Regions from separate parts of the Mus musculus genome. Here regions 2, 3, 4, 5 and 6 are each linked to region 1. Evidence: chromatin contacts called from public HiChIP or PLAC-seq, Micro-C and promoter capture Hi-C data. All regions are on one chromosome and are shown on one strand. The core of a region is the stretch at or near the end of the contact, and the rest is flanking DNA. Distances in the headings are between cores, read along the strand shown. Region 1 holds the start of Pim3 (proviral integration site 3). Region 2 holds the start of C730034F03Rik (a long non-coding RNA gene). Region 3 holds the start of Shank3 (SH3 and multiple ankyrin repeat domains 3). Region 4 holds the start of Mapk8ip2 (mitogen-activated protein kinase 8 interacting protein 2). Region 5 holds the start of Rabl2 (RAB, member RAS oncogene family-like 2). Region 6 holds the start of C230037L18Rik (RIKEN cDNA C230037L18 gene).

The links. Promoter capture Hi-C pulls out the DNA fragments that hold promoters and counts their contacts. A called contact is a pair of places that touch in the nucleus more often than the background predicts. HiChIP or PLAC-seq counts read pairs in DNA pulled down with a chosen protein or histone mark. Capture Hi-C pulls out chosen DNA fragments and counts their contacts.
Region 2: a contact with region 1 is called in a promoter capture Hi-C map of pre-B cells. The contact joins the promoter of C730034F03Rik here to the promoter of Pim3 in region 1. A contact is called at or near these places in 12 of 39 promoter capture datasets (the C10 cell line, the HPC-7 cell line, cranial neural crest and 6 more), 6 of 484 Hi-C or Micro-C datasets (CD4 T cells, CD8 T cells, cardiomyocytes and 3 more), 9 of 115 datasets of contacts at active chromatin or transcription factors (the 230-238 cell line, epiblast stem cells, large pre-B cells and 6 more) and 3 of 9 other capture datasets (adipose tissue, liver and macrophages).
Region 3: a Micro-C map of embryonic stem cells shows a contact between it and region 1, with 1.9 times the contacts expected there. The contact joins the promoter of Shank3 here to the promoter of Pim3 in region 1. A contact is called at or near these places in 2 of 39 promoter capture datasets (cranial neural crest and hematopoietic stem and progenitor cells), 1 of 484 Hi-C or Micro-C datasets (embryonic stem cells) and 2 of 115 datasets of contacts at active chromatin or transcription factors (extraembryonic endoderm stem cells and pancreatic cancer cells).
Region 4: an H3K4me3 HiChIP or PLAC-seq map of pro-B cells shows a contact between it and region 1, with 4 times the contacts expected there. The contact joins the promoter of Mapk8ip2 here to the promoter of Pim3 in region 1. A contact is called at or near these places in 3 of 39 promoter capture datasets (hematopoietic stem and progenitor cells, hippocampal neurons and pre-B cells) and 4 of 115 datasets of contacts at active chromatin or transcription factors (epiblast stem cells, large pre-B cells, pancreatic cancer cells and 1 more).
Region 5: an HNF4G HiChIP or PLAC-seq map of pancreatic cancer cells shows a contact between it and region 1. The contact joins the promoter of Rabl2 here to the promoter of Pim3 in region 1. A contact is called at or near these places in 2 of 115 datasets of contacts at active chromatin or transcription factors (bone marrow-derived macrophages and pancreatic cancer cells).
Region 6: a promoter capture Hi-C map of liver shows a contact between it and region 1, with 3 times the contacts expected there. The contact joins the promoter of C230037L18Rik here to the promoter of Pim3 in region 1. A contact is called at or near these places in 6 of 39 promoter capture datasets (the C10 cell line, liver, maxillary cranial neural crest and 1 more), 4 of 484 Hi-C or Micro-C datasets (B cells, CD4 T cells, CD8 T cells and 1 more), 5 of 115 datasets of contacts at active chromatin or transcription factors (bone marrow-derived macrophages, embryonic stem cells, large pre-B cells and 2 more) and 3 of 9 other capture datasets (adipose tissue, liver and pancreatic islet).

What each region holds. Positions count from the first base shown.
Region 1 is chr15:88,860,834-88,865,438 of GRCm38.p6, reverse strand. Pim3 (proviral integration site 3) reads right to left here and starts at 3,245. Exons shown (of 6, transcript NM_145478.2): 1 at 2,687-3,245; 2 at 2,492-2,601; 3 at 2,348-2,398; 4 at 1,891-2,260; 5 at 947-1,123; 6 at 1-864. The coding sequence starts at 2,771. The coding sequence ends at 677. Gm33049 reads right to left here. Exons shown (of 3, transcript XM_006521646.3): 3 at 2,933-3,606. The coding sequence ends at 2,959.
Region 2 is chr15:89,427,776-89,432,441 of GRCm38.p6, reverse strand. C730034F03Rik (a long non-coding RNA gene) reads right to left here and starts at 2,427. Exons shown (of 4, transcript XR_875570.1): 1 at 2,343-2,427. Chkb (choline kinase beta) reads left to right here and starts at 2,515. Exons shown (of 11, transcript NM_007692.6): 1 at 2,515-3,065; 2 at 3,285-3,393; 3 at 3,615-3,728; 4 at 3,898-4,031; 5 at 4,213-4,308; 6 at 4,427-4,485; 7 at 4,569-4,650. The coding sequence starts at 2,842. It overlaps Gm44502 (predicted readthrough transcript (NMD candidate), 44502), which reads left to right and starts at 2,515. Exons shown (of 27, transcript NR_004843.2): 1 at 2,515-3,065; 2 at 3,285-3,393; 3 at 3,615-4,031; 4 at 4,213-4,308; 5 at 4,427-4,485; 6 at 4,569-4,650.
Region 3 is chr15:89,498,031-89,502,655 of GRCm38.p6, reverse strand. It overlaps Shank3 (SH3 and multiple ankyrin repeat domains 3), which reads right to left and starts at 3,048. Exons shown (of 22, transcript NM_021423.4): 1 at 2,737-3,048; 2 at 2,238-2,441; 3 at 1,181-1,252. The coding sequence starts at 3,024.
Region 4 is chr15:89,450,612-89,455,643 of GRCm38.p6, reverse strand. Mapk8ip2 (mitogen-activated protein kinase 8 interacting protein 2) reads right to left here and starts at 1,733. Exons shown (of 12, transcript NM_021921.3): 1 at 1,359-1,733; 2 at 355-460. The coding sequence starts at 1,423.
Region 5 is chr15:89,590,305-89,594,983 of GRCm38.p6, reverse strand. Rabl2 (RAB, member RAS oncogene family-like 2) reads left to right here and starts at 3,061. Exons shown (of 9, transcript NM_026817.3): 1 at 3,061-3,164; 2 at 4,558-4,679. The coding sequence starts at 4,605.
Region 6 is chr15:89,474,498-89,479,095 of GRCm38.p6, reverse strand. It overlaps C230037L18Rik (RIKEN cDNA C230037L18 gene), which reads right to left and starts at 2,844. Exons shown (of 5, transcript NR_077233.1): 1 at 2,811-2,844; 2 at 1,677-1,837; 3 at 1,449-1,554; 4 at 1,087-1,226. It overlaps Arsa (arylsulfatase A), which reads left to right and starts at 1,672. Exons shown (of 9, transcript NM_009713.4): 1 at 1,672-1,946; 2 at 2,441-3,588; 3 at 3,734-3,974; 4 at 4,091-4,309; 5 at 4,387-4,556. The coding sequence starts at 3,374.

The DNA of each region.
Region 1 (4,605 bases), core at 1,996-4,495:
GCTTCCTCCCGCAAACACGGGGGTTGGGGAACTCCTCCAGGTGCAGGAATTAGGATGGGGGTCTGTGGACTCAACAGCCACATTTGACTTTCAACACCCCAGGGGCCTGGAGAAGGTGGTTGCTTGGAGGAACCTCAGCAAATAAATTAAACAATAAATAGCCCCAGCAGGGCGGGGGCGCCCTCCAGGGTGATCACACCATAAATAAGAGACCGTGGTGGCACGCTTAGGTTGCGTGCGGAGCCGTGCCGTGCCGGGGAGGCAGACGGGCAGCAGTGGCCCAGCGTTGCATTGCTTGTGCAGACATGCCCAGATGAACACCAGGAGACTGGAGGGTTGGAGGTGGGCACCACAGGGCGCTCCATGTCAAACACACTTGGTCAGGAAGGCTGCCTCCTGAGATGGAGCAGCAGGGTCGGGATCTCTGGTTCAAGTATCCACCCAGGGCAGGACCTTGCTTAGCCCGCAGCCATCTTTGGACAGAAGAGCTCAAGAAAACCCAGGCCCTGTGGAGCAGCGTTCAAAAAGGCACTCAAAGCAAAGGAAACAGGCCCGGTGCCGAGAGCAAAGGTCACCAGGGGTCAGAGGTCACTGCTTTTGCAGCAGACATCCCAGGCAGAAAGTGTTCAATTCTGGGAGAGCGCTGGCTAGGCCGAGCCCAGGCCCCTTCTCCTCCTCACAAGCTCTCACTGCTGGAAGTGGTACTGGCTCCGTCGTCAGTATCCAGGGCACAAAGCCGAAGGTCACAGTTCTCTGGAACGCTCCCCTCTGTCCCCAGCATCCAGGGGTGGGCAGCAATTTGGTCCAGGGAGGGCCTCTCTGAGGGCCTCAGGGAGAGACACCACTCAATAAGCTGCTGGCACTCTGCAGAGAGAACAGGGGGTCAGAGTCCTGCTGCAACACTGCCCTGCCCCCAACACGGCCCCAGCCAGCTTCTACAACACACCTGGGGAGACCCTCCTCCGGAAAAAGAGCCTGCCGCGCAAGATCTCCTCATCCTGCTCAAAGGGAATGTCCCCACACACCATGTCGTAGAGCAGTACACCCAGAGACCACACAGTGGCAGACCGCCCGTGATATCGGTGATATCGGATCCACTCTGGGGGGCTGTACACACGGGTGCCTGAGGGAAGAATCGGGATTAGGTACACATCAGGATATATACACACTGGGGGGTGAACACACTGAACAACGGGCCTTCATTAGCTCTCAGCCAGCCTCCATGGGGCCTCTGAGAATCTTGCTTGTCATCACCCTGGAAAAACCCCAACACAGCTGCAGGCGGGACTCAGGAAAGGAGGGACATGGAGGGCAGGGGAGGAACAGGAGTGAAGGGGAGGTGAAGGCCCACCCCTAACAGGCCCCAAGGCAGGAGCGCGTCACATGAGCTCCGGCTCCAGTTTCACAACAAACAGATACAACGTAAGCCACTGGGAACCAGGCCTGGTGTTCTAGCTCCTCCCGCCCCGGCTCGCCTTGCTCAGCTCTGCAAGGCTCGGAAAGGGGAGGAGAGGAGCTTAGAAAGAGGAGGGGCGGGAGAGATGGGAGGAGGGAGGAGAGGAGTGGGGGAGCCCCGGCTTCCCCGCGCTCCGCAATGCGGGGATTTCTACTGCGGCGCCCCCGCGCTCCGCACGCACGCACGCACGCAAGGGAGGCCCGCGAGCGCCCTCCCCGGCACAGGGAGGGGCCACGGCGCCGAGGCGGCTGGCGGGGGCCCTGCGTCACGCGCGTATCGCGGGTCTCCCTGGCTGCCACCCACCGTCCCCAGACCCTGCGCCCTCACACCGCAGAGGGCTACCCCGGTGTCCCCAGTCCCCCCCACCCCTCCCGTAAGCCAGGCGTGGCGCGTGGCCGCCTAACAGTCGCCGGAACGCCGCACCACCTGCTCACCATCAAAGTCAGTGTAGACCGTGTCCTTGAGCACCGCGCCCGAGCCGAAGTCGATGAGCTTCAGCTCTCCCGAGCGCAGGTCCACCAGCAGGTTCTCGTCCTTGATGTCGCGGTGCACGACCCCACAATTGTGGCAGTGCCGCACAGCGGCAAGCACCTGCGCGAAGAAGCGACGCGCCAGCGGCTCGTCCAGGGCGCCTCGTTCAGTGATGAAGTCGAAGAGGTCCTGTGCCGGCTCGGGTCGCTCCAGCACCAACAAGAAGCCGTCGGGCCGCTCGAACCAGTCCAGCAAGCGGATGACGCCGCGCGCGCCGCCCGCCGCGCCCACCTTGCGCAGCAGCACCACCTCCAGGGGCACGGCCACTCCGCCCTGGGGGACAAGGCGGTCATCGGACAAAGCCAAGGCAACCCACACCCGCATGCCCCGCACCCGCACGCCCCGCACCCGCATACTTACGAGACTGCCCCACTCGGTCACCCGCTCCTTCACCACGTGCTTCACAGCCACCTGCGGGGAAAAGAGGGGGCGACACGCGAGCGGTCAGACGGGCGGCCGAGCGTGGCGATCGTCCACGCGGGTGCGCCCGGAGCCACGACTCACCGGGAGTCCGTCGGCGATGCGGCTGCCCGCGTAGACCGTGCCGAAGCCGCCGCTGCCCAGCACGGCGCCCACCTGGTACACCTTCTCGAAGCTCTCCTTGTCAGCCTTGGCTGTGGGACAAACAATCGGGTTGATGATGACCCAAAGCCACCCCCCGGCCCCCGCCCAGGCCCCCTCCCTGGTCCCCACACATACCTGGCTGTAGGATCTTCACTGGGAGGTGGTCCACGCCGCCAGGCCCGCAGAGGTGCGCCAGGGAGCCGAACTTGGACAGCAGCATCGCGGGTGGCCTCGCGTGCGGTGCCGCCTCTGACCCGTCCGGCAAGGACGCGGGAGGGCGGTCTTCCTGACCGCAGACAGCGCGGCGGATCCCACGGCCCCGAGGCCGAGCGCTCAGCGGGGCAGCCGCGCGGCGCAGTTGCCCGGTGGCCGCGCGAAAGCGCGTAGACGGCAGCTGGCCGAGCAGCTCACACGCCCCGGCCGCCTCGCCCCGGGGTTTTGGACCACGGAGATGTGTATCCTTCCGCGGAGGCGGGGCCGCCTGAAGCTCCGCCTCCTTCCGCCCGAGGCTCGCTTTGCGGTGTGGCTGTTTTGAGTCTCGCAGGGCGGTGCTGGGGAAGCCGGACGCTCCCTGTCGTTTCACCAAGGGCTGGTGGCGCGCGGGGACGACGACCCGTCCGGACTAGCTTGCCGTAGTAGAGTCGCGGAGGTGCACGGCGTTCCGCGGCTTTCACGGCGCTCTCACCCGCCCTGCGCACGCGCAGCTCGCGCGCGGGCGGCGGCCCCCTTATGTCTCCGGCAGCGCGGGCGGGGCCGCATAAGCCAATGAAAATCGAGGTTTTGAAAGGACACGGGGACTCAGCCAATGGCAGCGTAGGGCGGGGCCTTCCGAGCCTCGCCCCCCAGGCCGCGCTGAGGAAGGTCACTCTCCGGCTCCGCGAGTTACGCGTGTTGTTCCCTCGTTCTTCGTGGGCGTTTGTGGCTGGGGGTGTGCGAGGAGTCGGCCCCCTCTGAGAAGCGGAAGTCCGGGAGGACAGTCGTGCGGCCCTGAGGCCTACGCTGACACTAGCTCTGTGTGCGTCACCCGCTGCTCGCGCGCCACGATGCGCACGTGGCTGGGCGACAGAGAAAGCATTGCCCTCAGACCTCTCAACCCAGCCTCAGCTCCCTGGAGCACACCTTGAGTGTTCGCCCATCAGCTAGGCTCAGATCTCATGCTCCTAGCTGGGTACTTATGAGAGCCTCCTAAACCCTAGATCCTCCCTCCTGGGAACTTGTCCCTCTGCTCTAAGGCCATCTGACAAAGTGTCCCTTTAGCTGCTCACAACTACCAAAGGTCCTTTGTTGATGACTATTATGCCCATAGTTCCGTCCTGAGCAGCTCAAGTAGACACAGCCTACAGCAGTCTCCCTGTGTCCTTTTTACCTATACCTTAAGACACCAGTGAAATTAGACTCAACTGTTGTTGACCCCTGGCTAAGTCACTGACCCAAGAGCAACCCAGGACTTGGAGTTGTCATCTGTCATAGCTGGGTGAGAATGAGTTGAGAGCCATTGCTCCCTGGACTTCAGTTTGATGTCTAAACGATTCAACTGTCGTTCCTGAACTGCTACTACTTGGGGGATCTGGAGCCTGGCTTCCCACTGGCTTATCCATGTTCCTCCACTAACACCGCAATCCACACTTTCTCTCTCTGGAACCTTTCTGAGGCGCCTACTGCCTTGACACTATTTGGGGCCCACCTGGTTTCCTCACCCCCTTTCTGTCTTTGTGGCCTAGACCCTCAACAGTCTGGACACACTCAGGCCCTCGGAATAGGTCTCAGGTTCTTGGAGCTCTGTCTGGCTGTCTCCTAACATGCTTTCCAGGAGCTGACCACATCTGCCAAGAACAAAGCTTTCCATACCAGCTATCAGCAGGGTTTACAGGGTACCTGCTCAGGTGTGGGGGAGGGGCGGGGGTTGTCTGCCTGTGGGTGCTTTCAAAGGACCAGCTAAGAACCCAACAGGGCCTGTGCTCCTCCTGGCCAGGACAATCTGGTTGTATTGGACCCCAGTCTTTCGGGAGAGGGAGGGAGGGATCCTTGAGAACTGTCTAGGTGGGTAGTAAATT
Region 2 (4,666 bases), core at 1,178-3,677, 570 kb before region 1:
CCTCTTAACCATAGAACTCAGGAAATAGAGGCATCTCAGACCTCTGAGTTCAAGACCACCCTGACCACTCTGTACAATGACTTCCAGGATAGCCATGGCGACACAGAGAAACCCTGTCTCCAAAAACCAAAAACCGAACAAAAACCCCAAAACATTAAATTCTGGCTGAATGTTGGATACCCTGGGGTACAGAACAGTAACAGTTTTTCAAATTTGATATTCTTACTTTATGATTTTCAGTGCTGAGAGTTTGGCTTTAAATATGAAGTACAAAATAGCAGAAATATGTTTGGAGCCATTCATCGAGACCCTTGGAACTCTTTATGTCCACGAGGCAGATAAAGTTGCTCATGCTTTCCTTTGCTGTCTTCCCAGTCCATTCCTGGAGGAAGGATGGCCAAGAACCTGGCCAGAGACAGGAGACCTACGTCACCGGGTCACCAACTGTTTCAACAGTACACCACAGTCTCAAATACTAGCCAAGTTGGTGTGGCCACATGAAGTACGCATGCTGTGTGCTCAAAACCAAGGCTACAATTCAGTTATCTAGTGGTCAGAAACATCTTGAATTCCTTTGTCTTGATTTATTTTACATTAATTTCTGGTTATTATTTGTTCAGAAACCTTTACTGTCGCCAAATCTTTCACCAATCCCTACATTCAGCCAACCTCACGGGGTCATGCATGTCCCACAGGCTAAGAAGCTGACCTCTAGTAAGTCACAAAGGACAAGCTATGCCAACCCAGGCCTGACTTCCTGATAGGAGTAGTTATGTTAAAAAAAAAAAAAAAAGGCTGGAAAGATATGGTCTGGTCAGTCAGATAGCAGAATCAAGGCCACTTTCACCTAGAACCTCGGCCCAGAAAACAGAGCTTAGAACTCTTTCCCAGGCTCAAAAGCTAGCCAAAATAAAAAATAAAAACACCACCTAACATTTCCAGGCTGGTCCAGAGTTTTAACATTGCAACATAAAACAATGTTACCACCTACAAAGTTCATTCTCCACAAAGTTCACGGTCCAAAGTATTAAGGAAGTTAAAATACCCACCTGCACGTTTATCTGTCTGTGTCCTGACCCTGTACTCCTCTGCTTCTCCAGTGCTGGGATTAAAGGGGAGATAGCCTACATCTTTAAGCCAGCTCCCACAGCCTGGAGCAGGGGATGCCTCTCTCCAGCTCTCAGTGGGCCATGTAGGAAAACTGCTCATGGTTTTGACAATTCTAAAAAATTTTGTTTTGAAGTCAATTTTCTCTCTCTCTTTTTTTTTTAGGAGATCGGTCTGGAAACACCTCAGCTGTCTGCTTCACAGATTGCTCTTAAGGCTGCTCTCTGATTGGCTCCTCTGCTGCCACCCCATTAATTCTCTTACCACCTTTCTTCTCTCACTATGTAGCCTGGCTGGCCTGGAACCCAGTATATAGACTAGACTGTCCTCAGATTCACAGGTAATTAACCACCGATTTCAGTTTCCTGAATGCTTCCCCCGCGTTCTTATACACACACACACACACACACACACACACACACACCCCGCACCCGCACAATGAACTCTCTTCCCTTTTTTTTTTTTTAAGATTTATTTATTATATGTAAGTACACTGTAGCTGTCTTCAGACGCACCAGAAGAGGGCGTCAGATCTCATTACGGGTGGTTGTGAGCCATCATGTGGTTGCTGGGATTTGAACTCAGGACCTTCGGAAGAACAGTCAGTGCTCTTAACCACTGAGCCATCTCGCCAGCCCCCACTCCCTAGGCTTTCTAAAAAAGAATTATTTATTTTTTATGTGTATGAGTACACTGTGGCTATTTTCAGACACACCAGAAGAGGGCATCGGATCCCATTACATACAGACTGTTGTGAGCCACCACATGGTTGGCGGGAATTGAACTCAGGACCTCTGGAAGAGGGATCAGTGCTCTTAACCGCTTAGCCACCTCTTCAGCCCCATCCCTAGACTTTAAAGGAAAGTCTTTTCTTAACTCTAAGGTCTCATGTTCAATTCTCCCTCCCCTACACCGAAACTCGTAGCTTTGAGGCCCTTTCATTCTAATAAACCTCATCCTTCAGATGAATTATGGATTGTGTAAGCTTCCTTTCTAAGCTGACCATTAACGTCTCCCTCTTCCCGATATTTAACAGGAGAGAGACACACTCTCTCGAGAAAGAAAAATACTTTAAGTTATTGTGTTGGGTCACATTAATGGCGCTCATGCGGTCTATGCAGCGCTGGACACGCCGGACTGATTCTTATTACGCCTTCCAGCATCACATATACACCTGCTGCCTTGTGGAAAGGGGAATCGTTAGAACCTACGTTTTCATTCTTCCATTCACTTACCCCAACTGTCACCACAGGCTCGGCTAATCTACTCCCTAGTAGAGTGTCTCACACAGCAGCTGTTATAAAGGAGCCGCAAACTACCATCGTCCATTCATTGGCCAGAGCCTGGCTCGTAAGCTTTGCGGAGCTACTGTCCAACCGCCCACGGCGCTCGGGATTGGCCTACGTCACTTCCTTGGTTCCGGACACAGTCCACGCAGTAACTTGTTTTTGCAGAGACTGATAGGCGGATCGGGCGTGGCCCGAGCGCGCCCCACTCAGGGAAAGCTGCCGTCCCTCTTTGCCTTTGAGCGCCGCAGCCCTGAGAATCGCATCTGGCTTGGAAACGGTCCCAGGACTGGAGCCACCAAGAAAGCCGAAGGCAGTCGCGAAGAGCCGAGGACGCCCAGAGACTCTGCGGCTTCCGGGAAGCGGAACCGAGCCTACCCGGAAGGAGCCAACCTCACCTGAGGCTCGCTGAGCACCGGCAGGCGTTAAACCTAACGGAGCCCACGTCATGGCGGCAGACGGGACAGGGGTAGTCGGAGGAGGGGCTGTCGGCGGCGGCCTGCCCAAGGACGGTTTGCAGGATGCTAAGTGCCCAGAGCCAATCCCCAATCGGCGGCGCGCTTCCTCGCTGTCCCGTGACGCGCAGCGCCGAGCCTATCAGTGGTGCCGGGAGTACCTGGGCGGGGCCTGGCGCCGAGCGCGGCCGGAGGAGCTGAGCGTTTGTCCCGTGAGGTCAGGGGTCAGCCCTGGGGACCCTGGGGACACTCCCAGTTCGGTCGCCGTCAGTGCTACGCGGGGGGGTGGGGGGTGGGGGCAGGTCTGCAGCCTGCTGTGCTGGGGGGCGGGGTCCCCCTTCGGGACTTGGGAGGTCCTCTCGGGAAGGGTGTCTAGAGTGGGTCCCACCAATCGGGGGGACGACCCTTGCTGAGCCTGACCTGTGTGGATCTGCAGCGGAGGCCTCAGCAACCTGCTCTTCCGATGCTCACTACCGAACCACGTACCCAGTGTGGGCGGGGAGCCCCGGGAGGTGCTGCTACGACTCTACGGGGCCATCCTGCAGGTGAGGGAAAAGAAGGATCGTAACTTGGGAGTTCGGACATCTGGAGCAAGTGGTGCAGAAAGTGGTGTCTTATTTGTGTAGCTGAATATGCTGAAGCTCAAGAATTCTCAGTCAGTAAGAGCAGAAGTCCAAGCTATTGTAGATGAAGCCGATTTGGGCCAGTACCCACGTACCTCTGGCTTTTTCTGACATGAGCCCCTTTGCCATACATCTTTTATCAGGGTGTAGACTCCTTGGTATTAGAAAGCGTGATGTTCGCCATTCTCGCAGAGCGGTCTCTAGGGCCCCAGCTTTACGGAGTGTTTCCAGAGGGCCGCTTGGAACAGTACCTCCCAGTAAGAGCCCAGTTTTTGTTGTTTTTACCCCAAGTCTTTACCCTTCCCAAAGTCTGCCTTCACATCCCAGGTAGGGAAATTTCCCTAAGACCTTGATCTCCTCCCATCCCGTATCCCTTCCCCCTCCCGCCCCAGCCCCCTCACCACCCTGATAGGTTACTGGGTACAGAGCCGGCCGTTGAAAACTCAAGAGCTCCGGGACCCAGTGTTGTCGGGAGCCATTGCAACGAGGATGGCCCGTTTCCATGGTATGGAGATGCCCTTCACTAAGGAGCCCCGATGGTTGTTTGGGACCATGGAGCGGTGAGTCCAGTTTGGGATCCGTGCATCTAAAACTGAACCTCTAGTTGAGTGGATAGATACCCCAGTATCATGGACTCTGTTTCCCAGCCAAAGCCCAGTGACAGGACAATTTGGCCTGAAGAGTCGATAGAAGGGGGTGGGGAGAGATAGACAGAATGTTTCCCGTTTGGGCGGCTTCCAGGTACCTGAAGCAGATCCAGGACTTGCCTTCCACCAGCCTTCCCCAGATGAACCTGGTAGAGATGTACAGCCTCAAGGACGAGATGAACAGCCTCAGGTGAAGGCGGATGACATAGTGGGCGGGTGGGTGGCACTGGCATTTATCAGTGTCCTCTCCAGGATTTGTTGAGGGCTAGTCACAAGGCCTTATAGCCTACGCCTCTCTACCTCTACAGGAAGTTACTAGACGATACCCCGTCACCAGTGGTCTTCTGCCACAATGACATCCAGGAAGGTAGGAGAATGTATGTGAGTCTTTGAGCCCACGCCGAAAGAGGGCAGCATGCCCTGAAGTGACCAAAATCCCCATTCCCCTAGGAAACATCTTGTTGCTTTCAGAGCCAGACAGTGATGATAACCTCATGTTGGTTGATTTTGAGTACAGTAGTTATAACTACAGGTAAGTGTGGGAGGAC
Region 3 (4,625 bases), core at 1,799-4,298, 640 kb before region 1:
CTGGCCTTGTCTGGTGGTACAGGTGCCAGCCACACAGGGCAAGGAGTCCCAGCCCAGGCATTCACAAGCAGCTTATACCACAGACAGAAAAGGGTGCCTCATGGACCAGCATCATGGGTCAGGGTGCTCAAACCCTACAAGAAGCTATGCAAATCCTCTAGGAAGACCTTAGCCAGCCCCAAGGTAACAGAGAGAGCTAGGGATAGCCGGACCCCAGGCAAGCCAGGGGACAGGGCTGCAGTCAGAAGTCCAGGTCCATCCTAAAACCAAATGACTTTCTGAAAGGCAAGTGGCTCTCATGTCTTACGGGCACCTGAGAAAAGAGCTGGAGAACCCAGGGTGCCAGGGTCACACAAGGGCTGGTGGAGGGAGAGACAAAGACCTCTCTGACATGGTCTCTACCCAGCATAGAGCCATGGCCATTGACTGTCACCTGTCCTGGGGCAGCAGGAAAGTCTTTCAAGTAAGCGTAAGGATCTAGGACCACAGATGGGGTCACAAAGACCTTTCCCTATACTCCAGAGCCCATCAAGAAAGTATCCCATGAACAAATTCCCATTGATCCACAGAACTGGGGGAGTTGGAAAGGGGCTGTGACACCCACCTTGCCCCCTGGACACCCAGGAGGGGTTTAGTACCCCCTCAAAAAGAAAGTGAATAGAGTCAGGCCCTATACTCTATATCTGGGAGTAGGTCCCAGATGCAAAGACACTATACAGGTTAAGTGTACCCAGGCCACAGGGCCTACCTAGTCAGACAGATCTGAGCCAGCTTCACCGGGCAGTCACAGCAGGTGACTCAAGCCCTCTGCCTCACCTGTAAAATGTGTAGCAAATCCCTCCTGGAAGAGAATTCATGAGCTACCTAATTTTGTGTTCCTTATATAGAGAACTTCTTGCCCTCTCAGAGCCAACACATTGGATGCTTATTGGCTTCCCTGCCCTGCCCCCCCCCCAGCCCCCAAGCTTCTAACAAGGCTCTCACCCCTACACCAGCCAATATCTGATTAAGCTGCAACCTATCACTGGACCAGCCATGGGCATGGAGCCTGTGCCCACCCAGCATGCCCAGCTCCAGCTCAGGCCCTGAAATCAACTTGGGGGGAAAAGCAGGCTGGGTCAAGCCAGCATGGGGACAGTCAGTGGCCATGGGGAGTCCCCTCCAGGGACTGCCTCCTTACCTTTGTGTGTAGCTTTGCAAACTGCTTGTCATCTATGAGGTTCTGGGCATAAACTCTCCGCTTGTATCGGAACTGCTCAGATAAAGAAAAGGTGGGGAGAAGACTACCACACAGGCCCATGTGAGCAAGAGGTGGCTACCACCTCGGGCTGCTTGCCTCCCTCCTGCCCACAGTGTCACTCCCGCACAGCCATGCAAGTCCCAGACACACACGTACAGAGTGGACAGAAATGAAGTGACAGCTACTGACCACCTACTACCCAGAAACGATGGGCAGTCCAGAGAAGTACTTGGCCAACTAATGGCCTGGTGGGCCCACAGCTCAAGTCAGCTTCATTTCCACCACTGGGACCTGGAAAACTCTACTGCTCTCCCAAGATCTGAAACTAAGCTTCTCCTAGACACTTCCACTCCAAGTAGAAATAACCCAATTCCTGGTGGAAATTCCATGAGGGTCAGACCAACTTTGACCTTGGTGTATACACACACACACACACACACACACACACAGGACGAGCCCTTCCTATTGAGACTAGGTCTCCGTCCCTATGGAATGGCACTCAAATCACCTTTATATGTCACAAATGGTGTTAATATTATTTTGGGCTAACCTCAGAAGACATGGGAGTGAGTGGCAAGAGGAGGCAAATGTGCACACAAGTGACACTGTTCGCACCACATGACCCCTAACGCACTCACTCTTAAACCGCTCGCACCACACACACGCCCCGAGTGCAGTGCATGTGTGGCATGCATGTGCTCATTGTGTGCTGTCCAGATTGCTCGCTGCAAGCGCTCTACACACGGCGCTCACACTGTTTCTCCATGCTTAAGCTGCAACACACCACTTACCACACAGGCAGCTTGCACTTCACCCTGCCCACTGCACTCGAGGTGTACCCACCTCGGTCTCTCAGCACACTGCTCAGGCTGCACACAGCCCCCCACCGCGCCTGTCGCCAACTCCTCCCGGCCTGCCCTTCTACTGCTCCAGCCACGGAGCTCAAAGATCACACCCTGAGCGCTCCATTCCACCCCCACCCCAGTCGGCCCAGCACCTCCAGATAGGGCAGGGGCGTGTCCAGGTTAGGCGGGTAGTCCTGTAAGAGCCGCTCTTCATCCAGGAACTTGCCGGCGCGACCCCGGGAGGGAGGCTGGAATAGCCCGTAGTTGAGCGCGTCTTGAAGGCTATGATTGAGGGCGCAGAGCACACGCTGCTTGGCGGCCCACACGGGCGCGGTTGGGTCCAGACGCAGGCACTTCTGCAGCGGAGCGAGTCGTGAGCCCGGACCTGCGGGCGCAGGGCCCCGCGCCCCGGGCCCCGCTTTGGAGGGCTAGTTGGGGAGCGAGAGCAGGGACCCCGCGCCACCGCGCAGAGGCCGAGGCCCCGCCCCGGGGCTGGGCTTCCAGGGCCCCGCCCCGGCGATGGGGAGGGTCCCGCGGAGGCGGCGGGGGAGGGGCGAGTGGCCACGGCCGGGGGTCCTGGCGCAGGGCGCGCCCGGCGGGGGTCACCGCTAGCGGGCCACACAGGGGTACGGCGAGATCGCAAAGGCTCACCGTTTGTTGCAGGTCCGGGATGCCGACGCGCACGACCACGGCGCTGGCCCCGGGGCCGTCCATCCCGGTGCTAGCGCCCGGGCCCGGACTGTTCCCGGCGGAGAGAGGAGCGCACGGGGACTCCGCGCGGCGCCCTGGCCCCCCCTGACCCCCCGCAAGAGCCCCGCCGACCGCGCTACGCGGGAGGGGGCCGGGGGGGGCCGGGGCCGGGGCCAGCGCGGGGGACAGCGGCTCCGGGGGCTCCGCAGGCGCAGCGGCGGCGGCGACGGCGGCACGGTTTAGCTGCATCGGCCCCGGCTTCGAGCGGCGCCTGCCTTCCCCGGGGGCGGGGGCGGCGGGGGGAGGGGGCCCGAGCCCGGAGCGGAGCGGAGGCGGGGAGGGGGCCGCGCCGGAGGCGGGGATGGGAAGCCCGGGGCCGGGAAACTGGGGTCCCCCGCGGGGTCGGGGCGGCGTGGGCGTGTGGTGCAGAGGGCGGGGGCCGGGGGCCCGCGCCGAAGAGGGGGGGGGTTGGCTGTCGAGGGGGAGTGGCTGACACAGCGGGGGGATGGCACGCCGCGCTTCCGCTGCAGGCGAGCGTCGCAGACCACCGTACTGGGGTGACGGAGGGTTCTAGAGCTGGGTGGGGAACGCGTCGGGGCAAGAGGACCCACAGGCCGACTGAGAGGGAGAGACAAGCAGGAAAATTGGTGACCCGGGGTGGAAATCTCCCCAGTCTGCCGACCCCACTCCAGACCCCAAGGAGGTGGTGGGGTCACCCGAGCACGGTGCTGGGTGGGAGTCGGAGGGCTGCAAACCCCAGGCGCGAGCAGGGCGGAGCTGCAGTCCACGGGAGCTCCCCCCAGACCAACCCTTCTAACCGCGCCCAGGGTGTTCCTCTCGGCCCCCACCACAACCGAGTTTGGGGAGTCTGTCCGGACTCTGCGGGCCTCCCGCACCTTGGGTAGCCCAACCTTGCAGCTGGTCGCCCCCTCCCCGTCACCTTAGCGACAGCAGGCTGGGGGCGCGACCTACGAGGAAAGGCTTAGGGGAGGGGGCGCCACTAGTCTCCACCTGCGGCGGGGAACTGAATTTTAGTTTCACACGTTGTCGTGGCAACGCGGGAGGGGGTGACGAGTGGGCGGGGAGGGGAGCGCTGCGAGTGAACCAACTCAGGCGCCGCCCGCGTGGCGTGCCAGCCTTAGCCCGGCGCTGCCTCGGAAGTGCCCAACGCACGGGGGCCTAGCTCCCAAGGCCCAGAAAGGTGTAGCCCCTGAATGGATGAATTGCCCTACTCGGTAGTGTCTACTGCCTTCCACTGCACTCTCCCGCATACCTAGACTTACACCTCACCCCCTAAAGGCCCCAGAGAGCCACTCATCGGTGGCGGCACAAACTGGACAGCTTTTGTGGAGCAGCCTGGCCGGGAACTCTGCCAGTGGCAGAAAGCATCCCCTTAGCCACAGCCTCTCCTACCTTCTCCGTGAGCAACCCTGGATCGCCCACAAAACTGGCTATTCCTGCGCATCCCAGGAATAACCCTGGACTACCCTGGTCCTATACACGATAGAGCCTCCCCAGATCCCACCCCCTGACCACCTGGGTCACCTCAGAAATGCCCTCACCCCACACAGAACAGTGATTGGCTTAGACTGCCCCCCCCCAGAACAGCCTGCACTCCCCCACGGATCCTCCACTTTCCCAAAATGTTTCATGACTCCATATAGGGCTCTCTGACCAATCGCAACCACACAGCATTGTCCTCCATGGACCACCTGGCTCACTCCCACATCCCTACCCCTTGAGGGAGAGCCTTCTCCCTAAAGAACCTCCCTTAAAAAACCCGCTTACCCGGCAGAGCTGAGTCTCCAGTGCCTCTGTACGTCTGTTCCCTGCTACCCTCAAGCCTGGGT
Region 4 (5,032 bases), core at 484-2,983, 590 kb before region 1:
AGGGCTGAAAGGGAAAGATTTTAAAGGGAGATGAGCTAGAGAGGCCACAGAGGTTGAGTTTTGGGAGAAAATGGAGGGTTTAGAGCTTTGTGGGGAGTGATCTAAAGAAGGAGCACCCAGGCACACCTCCTCTTGTGGCACTATGCTGGGTAGATCTGCCAAATAAGAGCCTCTGAAGGGCCTACGGCGTGTTAGGAAAGAAGACTGGCACCAAGGGGCCATCAGCAAGAGCAGAGGATTTTTTGCACAGCAGCTGAACTCAAGACTCCCTAAACCCACAAGCATGCTAGGGAGGCTGAGCCTGTGTGAACCTCCTCCATACTCAGACCCTACACACCCAGCCCCTTTCCCCACCTTCTCACAGTGGTCCGAGTCGTAGCTAAGGCCCAGGCCACAGTCGTCCGTGATCTCAGACAGGTCTTCATCATCAAATTCTTCCAGGCTTATGTCCTGGGGAGGCCTGAAGAGGAGGCCAGGGTCAGAAGGCCACCTGACCTAGGCTCCTGGCCTGAGAGCTGATCCTGAGGACATTGGTGGGAAAGGTCCAGCTCCCAGGGCCCCCAGCTCCCATGCTAAAGCCGTGTCGTTTTTTGACCCCAGGCACTGCTCTCCCCTGGGTCCCCTCCTCCACCACAGGGAATGAGCCCAGAGGAGGCATCCCTCCACAAACCCCTCCCACTCCTTTTCAGCTCAGCTCCCAGCCCCTGTGGGTCACAGCTTCAGCCTCAGGGGAGATACCTTGAACCAACGGGGGGGGGGGGGGGGAGGGGGGGGAGCTGCGACAACAGGAGAGGGAGGGGTCCAGCTGTTCCCCATCCACTCCTACACAGAAACAGGCCTACATCCAAACATCCAGCCCCTCCAATCCCAACTTCCCCATCTCACCCCCAGAGCTTCAAGCTTGATTTCACTCTCTGCCGTCCTGGGGGGAGGGGGGGTTGGGAGGGAAGAGGGCTAGGGGCAAGGCCCTAGCCTTTATGGAAGGAGGCATAACAAGGCCAAAAGGACACTGGCAGGAACAGACTAGGTGCTGAACACCCTGCCTAAAATCCCTCAAAGGGTCAATCGAGAGACCGCACCCTTGCTAGGTCATCGGTCCTGGCTGGGTGCGGTTCGGTATCCCAACAAGAAAAGTGAATGTGTATCTCTGTGTGGGGGTGGGAAAGGGGGGGGGTTGCCATTGGGTCTGCGCGACAAGGAGCAAACACCGAAGGACCCGGAGCCCAGGGTGGGGGATGGGAGCATCAGTCAGAGGCCTGCAAACCAAGGAGGCGCCCTGGCCTGGGTAGTTGAAGTCGATGGGGTGGAGTGGCAGGCCGAAGAGACCTACGTGAAGATGAGACCCGCCGAATGCGTACCTGCAGCCGGGAGGCGACAGCGAGTGAAAGGTGGAGAGAGAAAACATCTCCGCGCGATCCGCCATCTTCCCTGGAACCGCCGGCCGGCAGCGAGGGGGAGGGGTGAGGAGCACCGCGCGCCCTTGGTGCTCAGGCTCGCGGCCTCTGTCTCCCCACTCACCTCGTGACACGCCCTGCGACACCCGTCGGCGACACACCTCAGCGCCCTGCCAGGACACCGCGGCAGCAAGCCGCGCCGCAGGGGTGAGGGGAGGGAGTGGCGCAGGGCGGGGCCTGAGGTGGGGGCGGAGGAATGGGGGTCGAGCCGAGAAAGGATGCGGGATGCGAGGTGGTGGTGGTAGCGGTGGTGGTGAGATTCTGGTCGGGAGAGCTGGCGGGCGGCTTGCGTGGTCCTAGCGTGGAATAGGCGAGAAGGGATAGGTGGAAGCAGAGACACGCTGGTAGACCAAAGGTTTCTGCAGGAGCCGAGAGAGGTGCGGGGGAAATGGGTGCGGTAGACCCAGGAGCCAGGACCAACGCGGCCCGGGAATGCGCGCCTCTGGTTACAGCGGTGTGCAGTGCTCCTGGGAGGTGGACTGCTCGTGGAGGGGTGATGGGCGAGGACTTAGGAACAGCGTTCATGCCCCGGCAAATTCGAAAAGCAGAGTTGGTCAGGAACCCACCAGACCTCCTAACCCACCAGACCTCCTAATCCACCAGACCTCCTAACCCACCCAGACCTCCTAACCCGCGCTAGACCTACTAACCCGCTAGACTTCCTAACGGGTGGCAGAGGGAGCTGTCCACCCGAGGGTGCTGATCAGAGCTCGTCGGAGCTGTTCTCCACTGGGTGCTGATGAGGTCAAAAGAAACTTCTCCTTAAGATTTGCTGACTCCAGCTATTATCCTGACAGTGCTAATGGAACCGGGACAGTGACTCTGTCTCAAAGGATGTGAAGAGGTCTGGAATCAGAGTCCAGCATTCAGAAGCCAACATTGAACTTTCTCTGTGTGGTACAGACTTGAAGATCCTGGGCAGAGATAGTGGTGGACACTAGAAGTTGAGGCTATGTTCATCAACTGAGCAGCTGTTTCTTGGGGCCACCTATGCTCTTGGCTCTGTTTTGAGTATGGAAAACCTCCAAGTTGAGGCATAGGCTTACTAAGAAGTTCTGTGTAGAGAGGCAGGGCAGAAATGGAGCCAATTGTGAAGTGAGGCAGAAGATCAAAGTAGTGATGGACAAGCTAGAGAAGAAGGGGTAGGGAGCCTCACACTGGAATTAAGTTTTGAAGGAAGAAAGAGACACTAGAGTGTTACGGCTGGAAATCACAGAGCAGAAGGGACTCAGATAGTCAGGTGAGACACCCTGCTCAACCAGTTTCTTAATTTCTGAATTGCCAACGAGTGTGACTTCTCCAGGCTTTCTCGGAATTCACTGGAATTGTACAACCCTGAACTCATCTCAGACTATAACCCCACACAAGCCTCTCTCTTATCAAATGATCACACCCAGATTCCAAAAGCATAGACAACCCCGGGAGGGGTTACCTCCCACTTCTCCTGTGGGGTTTCTCGTTGGCTCCAAGAGCACAGATTCTCCAGACTTAAGATCTAAGAGTGGTTACCCATCTTCATTTAGCCACCAACGTTCCGAACATGAGGCAATTATTCAATGCACCAGAACTCAGTTTCTCCATCTGAATAAAGGTCCTGTGACACACATAAACCCCGGGCACAGTGATTTATTAACAATCACTTAACATCTATCCTTCTAAATGCACAGTCGGGCATAGTGGCTCCTGTCTTTAATCCTGGCATGCAGAAAGCAGAAGCAAGTGGTTCTCTGTAAGCTTAGACTACATAGTGAGTTCAAGGCCAGCCAGGGCTGCAGAGTGAACACACACACACACACACACACACACACACACAGAGAGAGAGAGAGAGAGAGAAATGATGTATGAGAGGGTAGCAGTGACTCGCATACCTTTCTTACCGGAGCAGACTTTGAGAGAGCCTCCTGACCGGCTGGCATTGGCTTGGAGCCCTCTTATCTATCATGCTCAATGTTTCCCAACTTCACTGTTTTAATGTTAACGTTCCCTCTTGCCTCAACATCCATTGCTACTGCAACACTGACAAGTCCCTGTCTTCTTCAGCTGCACGCAGAACATCTCCATTGCTGGTGTTCTGAGGCTTCAATCCAGTGTATCTTCGTGTAGATTTATTTAACATGTCTTCTCTGCCTGAGGCTCACTGGTCTTAATTACATGAATCTCTATTTCATTAGTGAAAAGAATCTGACAAACATTACCTCTTAAGAATATACTTTCCCGCTGTGCGTGTTGGCGCATGCCTTTAATCCCAGCACCCGGGAGGCAGAGGCAGGCGGATTTCTGAGTTCGAGGCTAGCCTGGTCTACAAAATGAGTTCCAGGACAGCCAGGGCTATACAGAGAAACCCTGTCTCAAAAAAACATATATATACACACTTTCCCGTTATATATATACACACTTTAAATACTGTCTCAGAACCAACTACGGTGGTGCATTGCCTGTAATCCCAGCTCTTACTATGCTGAGGTGGGGAAAGCTAAGTTTTCAGGCTAGCCTGAGCTACACAGTGAACCTCTTGCCTCAAAAAACGCAAACAGCAAAATATGGACTCTGCTGCATCCCTTCTTTATTTCCAGCTTCTTTCCCACTAAACTCATGATGGGTTTTTTGTCTCTAGCCTCCAGGACTTCTTAACCTCTTGCTTATGTTTTTCATATCTATGTCTTTCTGGATGATTTTTATTTTAGTTCATTTTCTTTTCAACTGTTTATCATCTGTGGATAAAGCTGTACACACCAGTTAAGCTGGCCAGTGAGTCCCAGACGTGCGCCTACCTCTGCCTCCACAAGCCTGGGACAAGACTCATATATGCCATCATACCTGGCATTTCTGCACGCGTTCTGGGGATCAAACTCAGTACTTCACTGACTAAGCTATCCTCCCAAACCATAGGCATTTAGTAATTTTTTTTAAAAGATATGATCTCTTGGTTTTCTTGAGCTTGGGTTCACACACTGGTGAACCTGTAGGCTTTTGCCGTCTCTGCAGTCTGCCAGTCATCTGGTGCCCGGGGAAGAGCTACGCAGAGAATAGCTGTTGGATCCTTACCTGGAAGGGTCACGCTCCTGCTCAGGTCCAACTCAGATTCTCCACCTCTCACAATTACAACAAATCTGTCCGTTTTAAGTAGCTTTGTGAGCTCAGGAAAACTTTCCTGCAAAGGTCTGCCCCCTTACTCACCCCAGGCCCTGTCTTCACCGATGAAAATCTGGATTTGGAGATGCAGTTAAAAAAAAAAAAAGGCTAGACCATACCCAAGTCTAGTTGTCCACACAGAAGTCTGACCTCGATTGCTGTGACAAACCTCCCAACAAAAGCAATTTAAAGGAGAAGGGATTTTATTTAACACATGGTTTCATGGTTTCCGATTACAGTTCACCGTGGCGAGGCAGTCTAGGCAGCAAGAACTTGAAGCTGGCCACATCAAACCCACAGTCAGGAAGAGAAGATGAACCCACTCAGATCAGTATTGCACACACATAGCTCAGGCCTTATCCACAGTAAAATGACAACCCCCCACAGAGGCCCCTCTCTCCCGCAATTCTAGAGTCTGTCGACGAGACTAACCATCACAACTAAAA
Region 5 (4,679 bases), core at 1,812-4,311, 730 kb before region 1:
CAAAAGATCATAGTTAGGCCAGGAATAGTGGTACACACCTGTAATCTTAGATGAGGTAGAAGATTGTCATGAATTTGAGGCCATCCTGGGCCATAGAGTAAGACCTTTTCTCAAAAAAAAAAAAAAAAAGCCTTAAACTCCCAGTTGAAATGCAGTCTATAACAAAAGACAGAATGCAGGACAACAGCCAGGTAATTCAAAGTGGGCTTGAGGTCATAGAACCAACACACAAGGCCTGTATCAATGGTATCAATCCATCAGCTTGAAGGACCACATTGCAAGTCCCTTCCCTCTCTGTAGTGGGTTTGGTCTAATGCTGCTTGTATTATGTAATTTGGGTCACCAAAATTGCAGGAGAATCCACATGCAAGACAGTGAGGGACCCTGTCCCCAGGAGGGCAGACAGGGGTGGGACTTTTAGGATTCCTGGGCAAGGGACAGAGGAGGGAGGGAGGGATCTGCCTTGACTGGAGAAGGAGAGGAGAGACAGCACCTGAGAGATGTGAGACAGAAAGCATAGCTGCCATATAGGAGGAGCTGGGGGAACGCAGCCCAAGAGGGCTGCACGTCTGGGTCTGGGGCAGCCAAATGGAATATAGGTTTGAGTAAGAAATAACTCAGGAATATCCAAGGGAAGTGGATTAGCCACCTGGAGGTTAGGAAGTGGCCCAGCAATTGAGCCATTTTAGGCATCAAAGTATAAAGGCTGTGTGTGTGTGTGTGTGTGCGCGTGTGCGCGTGTGTGTGTGTGTGTGTGTGTGTGTGTGTAGCCACTGGGTGGCTGGGTGCTTCTTCTGACTCATTTGAAACTAGTCTCCCTCTTTCTCTCAAGCCGTTTATCACGAAGGCTTTCTGGCCCAAGTGTCCATGTATGCTGTCTGCCCTGCCCTGCTGCATGTGATCCAGTCCTCCAACCTTCTCCAGGACTTGACAGCAATCTTACAACCCTATCAGTTACTCTAGGAGGACTCAGTCGCAGTGGGTCTTAGGGAATACATAGCATAAGGGCTACTCACAAACCTCTGCCAGGTAAACTCATAACTGCACTGGGGGCAGGATGGGATTCCTCTCCTAGTTTCTGCTCAGATGAGGTCATCTAGGCCAAAGCTTCTTAAATTCTTTCTGCTCATGGCCCCTTTCACCCCGTAAATTTTAGGTAAACACAGATGTATAGGTATATAATATAGGTAAACAACTCAAACATTTACCCATGATAAACTATATGGAATTTTATTTTATTTTACAATAATTCATTGATATGCATATAATTTTACCATTTATTTAAGACAAAAGCAATATCTGGATTGCTTTATTTAATAAAATATTAAATCTTGGCTAAACATTTGATACTACATTTTTCATAGCTGATTTCTTTTTTTTAAGATTTATTTATTTATTTTATGTATATGAGTACACTGTCTTCAGACACACCAGAAGAGGGCATCAGATTCCATTACAGATGGTTGTGAGCCACTGTGTAGTTGCTGAGAATTGAAATCAGGACCTCTGGAAGAGTAGTCAGTGCTCTTAACCGCTGAGCCATCTCTTTAGCCCCTTTCATAGCTGATTTCATAGTTTAGATATTATTAGTGCTGAGAATGCTGCTACCGCACAAAGCAGCAGATGTGTGTTTGGAGTGATCTCAAAACTTGTTGGAAATTTTGTCCTCATCCCAAGCCAAAATTTATTTAGTCCTTTTTTTTTTTTAAGAAAAACAAAACTCAACAACTCAAAACACCAATTTCTAAAAACCAAGTATTTTAACATGATATAATCCAAAGATATACTAATTAGATAAATACTGTTTGAAATGCTGGTAGGAGAATATACAATAATAATAATAATAACAACAACAACATCCATGAAGCCTGAGGTGAGGAACTCCCACCTCCAACACACACACACACACACACACACACACACACACACACACAGTGTTGGAACTCATCCATCACTGAGCACAATAGCTTTGAACCTAGAATATTTCAGGCAGTGTTCTAGACTCTCTATGGCACTGCAGCAGGAGCATGTTGTAAAGCTGAGGTAAATCCCCAAGAGTCCATAAAGCGAAGGCTCCCAAGAGACACCACGGATACATTACAGTTTTTATTGTGAAATAATTTTTGATCTTTGCTATTAGGTCTCAAGCAATTGGCTAACTGAGGCGCCTATTTAACATATCAATGCAGACCTGGGTTCTCCCAGCATGCCCAGTCTCTACCTGTTAGAGGGTAGGGCTAGCATCCCCTGCCCCTACCCTAAACTACTCCAGCCCAAGGGCTGGGGGGAGGGGGGCTTTTCCCTAGTTGCCCCTCCATATATAGAGAGAGATTAAGAAAGTCAGAGCTCAGGGGCTCTTATGGAAGAGCTGGGGGAATGATTGAGGGCCCCCCCCCGGGGGGGGGGGGTATATGAACTCCACAGGAAGACTGACAGAGTCAAATAACCTGGACCCTTGAGGGTTCTCAGAAACTGAACCGCCAACCAAAGGGCATACACGGTTGGACACACAACACACACACACACACACACACACACACAGTAGGTGTGAAGCTCAGTCTTCATGTGGGTCCCCCAGCAACTGGAGTGGGGAGGGGGCTACCCCTAAAGCTGTTGCCCGTCTGTGGAATTCCTCTAGCTGGGTGGGCTGCCTTATCTGGCCTCAGTGGGAAAGGATGCACCTAGCCCTGCAGAGACTTAGTGTGCCAAGGTGAGAGAACACCCAAGGTCGGGGAAGGGGTGCAGGGGCTCTACTCTCTGAGAAAAGGAAGAGATGGGGGAAGGGACTGTGTGAGGGGGAGTCGGGTGGGAGAGGCAGCTACCGGTATGGAAAGTGAATAAATAAATTAAGGGGGGGTGTGTCGAGAAACAAGGCATCACATACTGCAGCAACCTGTTGCTGGCCATATGCCTCTCCAACCTGCGGTTCCCACTCCCACCGCAGACCAGTATGCCAGAGCATCCGCTCTGTCATCCCCGGGTCAGTAGAACAGATGCGCATCCTGGAAGGTGCCAGACAGACAGGCACTGCGCTAGCCAGCCCGCGCCTCGCTGAGGTCCTTCGGGCCATTGCCGGACAGCCCAGCTCGGGGTCCTGGTGCGGTCGCGTAGCAGCGGCAGAGACGCGGCCGAGCTGCTGCGGGACTGCAGTCATCTGTAAACGGGTAAGGCGGCTGGCTGCCTTGGCGGCCCAGGGGCTGTGGTGGGCGAGCGCATCTGCGGTGTTCCGGGTCCCTCTAAGCCTCCGCGAAGCCGAAAGTGCCTGGGGAACCCGCCCGAGAGGTGGGGCGGAGGGAAGGCGGAGACCCAGCCGAGAGCCGACCGCAGATCGCGGGTCCTTTATAAGGAGATGAGGGGTTAGGCCTGGTGGGCGCCTAAAAAACGTTTGTCCCACGAAAGAAAGCCCTCGTAAATCGCGAAGACACTGACAGTCACTGAGGGCTTCCATTGTGAGTCGATAGTCGGGGTTTGGCTTTCGAACGGACCACTCCCAGTCAGGCTGTAGTGTGAATGCCGTGCGTCCAGCTGGCGAAGAATCTGGATTATTGTACATTCGTACATTCGAAGCAGTGTTTGTCGAATCGGATTTGAATATGAAACGAGTGGACCGGGCTAGAGATGATGTTACGCACTGGTGTTGACACTGGATAGTAGTCACGTCTTATACTTGTGGAAATATGAGAAGTGTGCATAGAACTAGTTTACTGTTTATGTTTAACGTGTAACGTTCCTATATGCCCTAGTCTCCTGTTTACAAAACTGATGAGCAGTTAAATATCTGAGTTTAGGCAGTGCAGGACAAAGTCTTGACATGGTATTGTTTGTATCATCTACATTTAGGAATTGGGTAAAATTACAGAGCAGTAGTTCTCAACTTGTGTGACCCTTTTGGGAGTCTAATGATCCACTCTTTACAGGGCACACCTAAAACCATCAGAAAAATACAGATATTTTCATCACTACAGTTATGAAGTAGCAACTGGAATAATATTATGGTTGAGGGAGTCACCACCACATGAGCCACTAGTTGCAGCATTAGGAAGGCTGAAAGCCACTAGAGGTTTAAAAAGGACACCCGCAAAATAAAAATAAATAAATAAAAGTTTTGAGGAATTACCAAGGTGAAGGGACTGTGATGCTGATGGCAGCAATGGGACAGAGAAGGAAAGTGGTCATGAATGGGTCAGGCATCATAGATTGTACAGTTAATGTCTGCCTGTTTTTGCGAAATATCAGATTTCCATGTGACTTGGGCACTCTGTTGATGTTTGTTGCTTGTGTTTTTACAAGTAAAAATATGTATATAGAAAATGTATATATGCTGAACTTGTAAATCTAGTACAGAAGGTAGGGAGAGAGGTGTGACCCAGACACCTCTGCAATGAGAAATGTCAGGAGACTCCAGAGACAGAGATAGAGCTCCCAGGCTCAGCGCATGGTGGCCAAGTTGTCAGGATGTGGGTTCTCTCTCATCAGCTGCTCAGGAAGAAGAAGAAACTAGATTTAGTTGAGGGGAGTTCTCACCTCTTAACGGCGAACTCTTGTCGGCTTTCCCAGACGGTGACGAGACCCCGGGGCTGGCAGTCGTCTGCCAACAAGAGCCGATGGCAGGGGACAGAAACAGGCACTGTGAGCTGGAGCAGGAGAAGTACGACACCCATGAGAACGTGAAGATCATC
Region 6 (4,598 bases), core at 1,595-4,094, 610 kb before region 1:
GACATTATTATTATTATTATTATTATTATTACTATTATAAGTAAGTACACTGTAACTGTCTTCAGACACATCAGAAAAGGGCATCAGATTTCATTATGGACAGTTGTGAGACACCACGTGGTTGCTGGGATTTGAACTCAGGACCTCTGGAAGAGCAGTCAGTGCTGTTAACCACTGAGCCATCTCTCTAGCCCTATTTTCATTTTCCTATAATGCTATAAACTACAATCATAGTAGGTCTTGCATGTGGAAACTCGTTATCTGCCCAGCAAGATGTCATTCACAGGTCAGCTGATGACCAGAGGTTATTGTTGTGTCATCTGACCGTAACTCTTCTTCCTCTGAGCATATGTGTGAAGGGGTGTCTCAGGGTTCCCCTTCCTTTAGAGATTATGACAAAGCCTGGCCCCTGATCATAACTCAACTGAAAACTTGCCTTCAGCAGACCCCCAAACCCCACATGGTCAACCAGGTAGGACTCCATCAGGTCTGTTTTTGCCTAAGATATTTGCTCTTCTGTTAGAACTACCCTGTTGGTCCTGATCAGCACTGTACATCTCAACGCCTATACATAACCATGATGAGAGGCAGTAGGGTAGGGAAGGTGGAGGCCTGATACGTCCTAGGTCCCCACATAAACTGATGCAAGAACAGCCACAGTACTCTACTCAGGCCACTGTTGCAACTCAATCACCCCATCTTACCCCCATGCAGAGGCCTCTCCTATCCCTTTGCAAGCAAGGTACAGAAATAAGAGACCTGCCTCCCAAGGCAAGGCTCCTTTCTCAACTGTGGGTGTTTGTCCAAAATTAGCAAGGCCCCAGGCATCATCTGAAGCCACTTCCTGAACCAACCCTAGCAGGCTACTTCCAATTGGGGCTCTGTGGGAAAAAAAAGGGGGGGTGGGGGTGGGAGAGAGTTCACATCTCTAAAGACAGGTTGGCCTTCAGTGCTCAGCTTTGAACAGAGCTGGCGGCAGGCAGATACCTCTTTCCAAGTTTTCCACAGCTCTAGGTCAGAGCTGAGCCCAAGCAACCTTCACGTGTACACACACCTGAGTCCCCCAAGAACCCAGGGGAAACGTACCTCGATTTGCATAACATCGCAACCCCACTCGGGCTCTCCAGAGAATAATGCGCAGGTCCTGGGGTAGTTCCCCAGCTAGCAACGGAAAGAAAGTGCTTCTGGTTGATTCCTTTCAAATTACAATTCACAGTGGCCACCAGCTGGGAGAGATCCAAATACAGTTTCAAAGATTTCTGGGCCACAGAAGAGCTTTCTGTCCTGACTCTAAATAGAAGGACTACCGGCAACCCCCACCCGTGCACAAGTCCAGAAACCGTGCTGGAATGTGACACTAAGAGAGCCACTAACTGAAGATTGCTCCCCCCCCCCCGCCCCCAGCCACCCCCCACTTCACATGAGGTGTGCAGTAGCCTCAGTCAGACCCAGCTCCTTCCTGTGCCATCTCTGGGGTCTCTGCAGTTTCGAACTTTCCTCCTGCAGTTTCTTGCAGATTTCATCGGGAGAATTCCAGATGCCCAGAGAGCCAGGCTTCAGTGAAAAAAAAAAAAATCAATAAATCAATGACCAGTTTACTCGTCATTCTGAACCACCCTCATTCTGCTTGCCAGAGGGCACCTTCAACTCAGTGTCACGTGTTGTCTGCTCCTGACCTGAGCCTGTGTTAGACCACTGGGTGATCCTGAGTCTGATCCGCTACTGTAGTCGGGAGGCCCTTCCAGAACCCTGTTTATCTCCCCCCTGGCTCCAGCGTCTTCCTTCCTGGGTGCGCAGGTCGTGACCATCTTGACGCCAGAGGTCTTAGAGTGCCACTCTGTCTTGGAGAGGAATCAAAGCCAAGAATCTGGACAAATGACTTCCCTAGGAACAGCCACCTGCAAGGAAATACCCTGGAAGAGACTTGCTCCGGAAAAGTGACTCAGGTCAGGGGCTTTTGGGGGCGGGGAGATCTGGGAAGTCCAGTTACCACAGGGACCTTTAGATGTTAAAGTACACTAAGAACCCACCCTTCCACCCTCTGAGGGATATATCTGTTAGTCTCCCTTAACAGTTAAAACTGATAAGAAAAAAAGGTTATATTCAATAATGTATAAATGAAGAGTTAGAAACAAGTCATGTTGTCTTCCCATTAGTTCAATACTAATGTGCCCTAAGCTATACCACACAGGAACCCAGCAACCCTTCTCAAACACCAGACTCACAGACACACATCCCAGCTCTAACACCACAGATACACACACACACACACACACACACACACACACACACACACTCAACCTTAAACACCAGTTACGCGTGTAGAAGGGAAAGGATTTTTTTAAATAATTTGATACATTGTGTTTCACAAAATTCACCAAAGGTGGTTGTGAGCAAAAAGCCAGCAGCCAATCAGATTTGTCTTCCTGGTTTGTTGCAGTCAGACTCCATGGTTTTTGCCTCTTTGCTCAGTCAGAAGGGGGATGCTGATGTTTTTTCAACAAGGATCCCTCAAGTATCTCATCAGAGGAAATGAGACAAACAGCCCACCATTCGCCAGAGGAACTCCAGACACGCATTTAAGAGCGACACAGCAGGAGAGCCAGATAGCTGTAGTGCTGCACTGCTAGGCAGTCCTGAGCCTAGCGCGCAGGAGCAAAGAACGTAAGGTTACCAAGCCCAGCACGGGACACCCCAACCGGCGCAGATAAGGATCGGGAGCACGCGAGCAATCTCCAGCCTCACCCTATCCCGCCCCGGTCCCAGGTCCGCAGCAGCCCCACCCGGAAGGTTCCCATAGGCACACAAACCCGCTTGGCTCGGCTCCCCAGCTCCGCCTCGCCCGGTCCCAGCTCCACCTAGCCCCGACTCTGTACCGCCCAGTCCCAGAGCCCGCCCCTTCTGGGTCAGCCAATTGTCACGTGACCGCGGGCGTATCCGAGACTGCCTGAGATCGACGCTGTCTACCACCAGTTCCTCCTCAATTTCGAACCGCCCTTGTCCCATGGCGCTGGAGCCTCCCGGGTCAATGTGAAGTGACTTCTGCTCCTGATCCCAAGCCTGTGCTGGCACCTCTGGGTGAACAGGGTCAGATCCCCGCTCGTGACGTTAATGAAGCCCTGGTCCTTTAGGGGCTCTGTGGAGTTACACCCCAGGCCACCCCCTTCCGAGTTCTGACAGATTCGCTGGAGCTTCAGAGAGTGGACCTACAGACAGAAGGATTATTTGGGTCTGGCGGCTCAGGGGAGGAGGAGGGCTCGGGACTGGGGCCTCAGGTAGGGGCTGGCCTGGGCGCTCAAGGAACGAGCCTGCTGGAATCGCTCTGCCTTCCCTACCAAGGGACTGAGGACACAGGCCCATCTGTATCTCTGTCATGGCCCTGGGGACCCTCTTTTTGGCATTGGCTGCAGGCCTGAGCACTGCCAGCCCACCTAACATCCTGCTGATCTTTGCGGATGACCTGGGCTATGGGGACCTCGGCTCCTATGGGCACCCCAGTTCTACCACCCCTAACCTGGATCAGTTGGCTGAAGGTGGACTACGGTTCACAGATTTCTATGTGCCTGTGTCTCTGTGCACGCCATCTCGGTGAGTGAGGGACCTTTGCCCCTCCCCTCTCCCCTGGCTCATCCCATTTCTGTCTCTCTGTGGGTATGTCCACCATTCTCCCTCTTCTCTCTGGGTTCATCTCTGTGGGACTCGCAGATAATGGATTCTGTGGTTTGTACTACAGGGCCGCCCTCCTGACTGGCCGGCTCCCAGTTCGATCAGGCATGTACCCTGGAGTTCTGGGGCCCAGTTCCCAAGGGGGCTTGCCCTTGGAGGAGGTGACTTTAGCCGAAGTCCTGGCTGCTCGAGGCTACCTTACAGGGATGGCTGGCAAGTGGCATCTTGGAGTGGGGCCAGAGGGGGCCTTCCTGCCCCCGCATCAGGGCTTCCACCGATTCCTGGGCATCCCATATTCCCATGACCAGGTACAAACCAGCCGGACCCTCTGCTGCCCCCCAACACACACCCAAGCCCGCATACCAACTGTACCCTAACCCGTAGCCAGTCCTCCCTCACACTAACCGCTCTCTGCTCTCCCCAGGGTCCCTGTCAGAACCTAACGTGCTTCCCACCAGACATCCCCTGCAAAGGTGGCTGTGACCAAGGCCTTGTTCCCATCCCACTACTGGCCAACCTGACAGTGGAGGCCCAGCCCCCTTGGCTGCCTGGACTGGAGGCCCGGTATGTGTCTTTCTCCCGAGACCTCATGGCTGATGCCCAGCGCCAGGGCCGACCGTTCTTCCTGTACTACGCTTCCCACGTGAGTGACCCTGGCCCCGCCCCCTGACTGCCCAAGACCTGTACCCAGCCAGTGCTGACTCCAGTCTCTGCCCCCAGCACACTCACTACCCTCAGTTCAGTGGACAAAGCTTCACCAAGCGCTCAGGCCGTGGGCCATTTGGGGACTCCTTGATGGAGCTGGATGGAGCTGTAGGGGCCTTGATGACAACTGTGGGGGACCTCGGTCTGCTGGAAGAGACACTAGTCATCTTCACTGCAGATAACGGGTACGAGCCAAGCAAGGGATACTCGTTGCTCTATCACAGGCC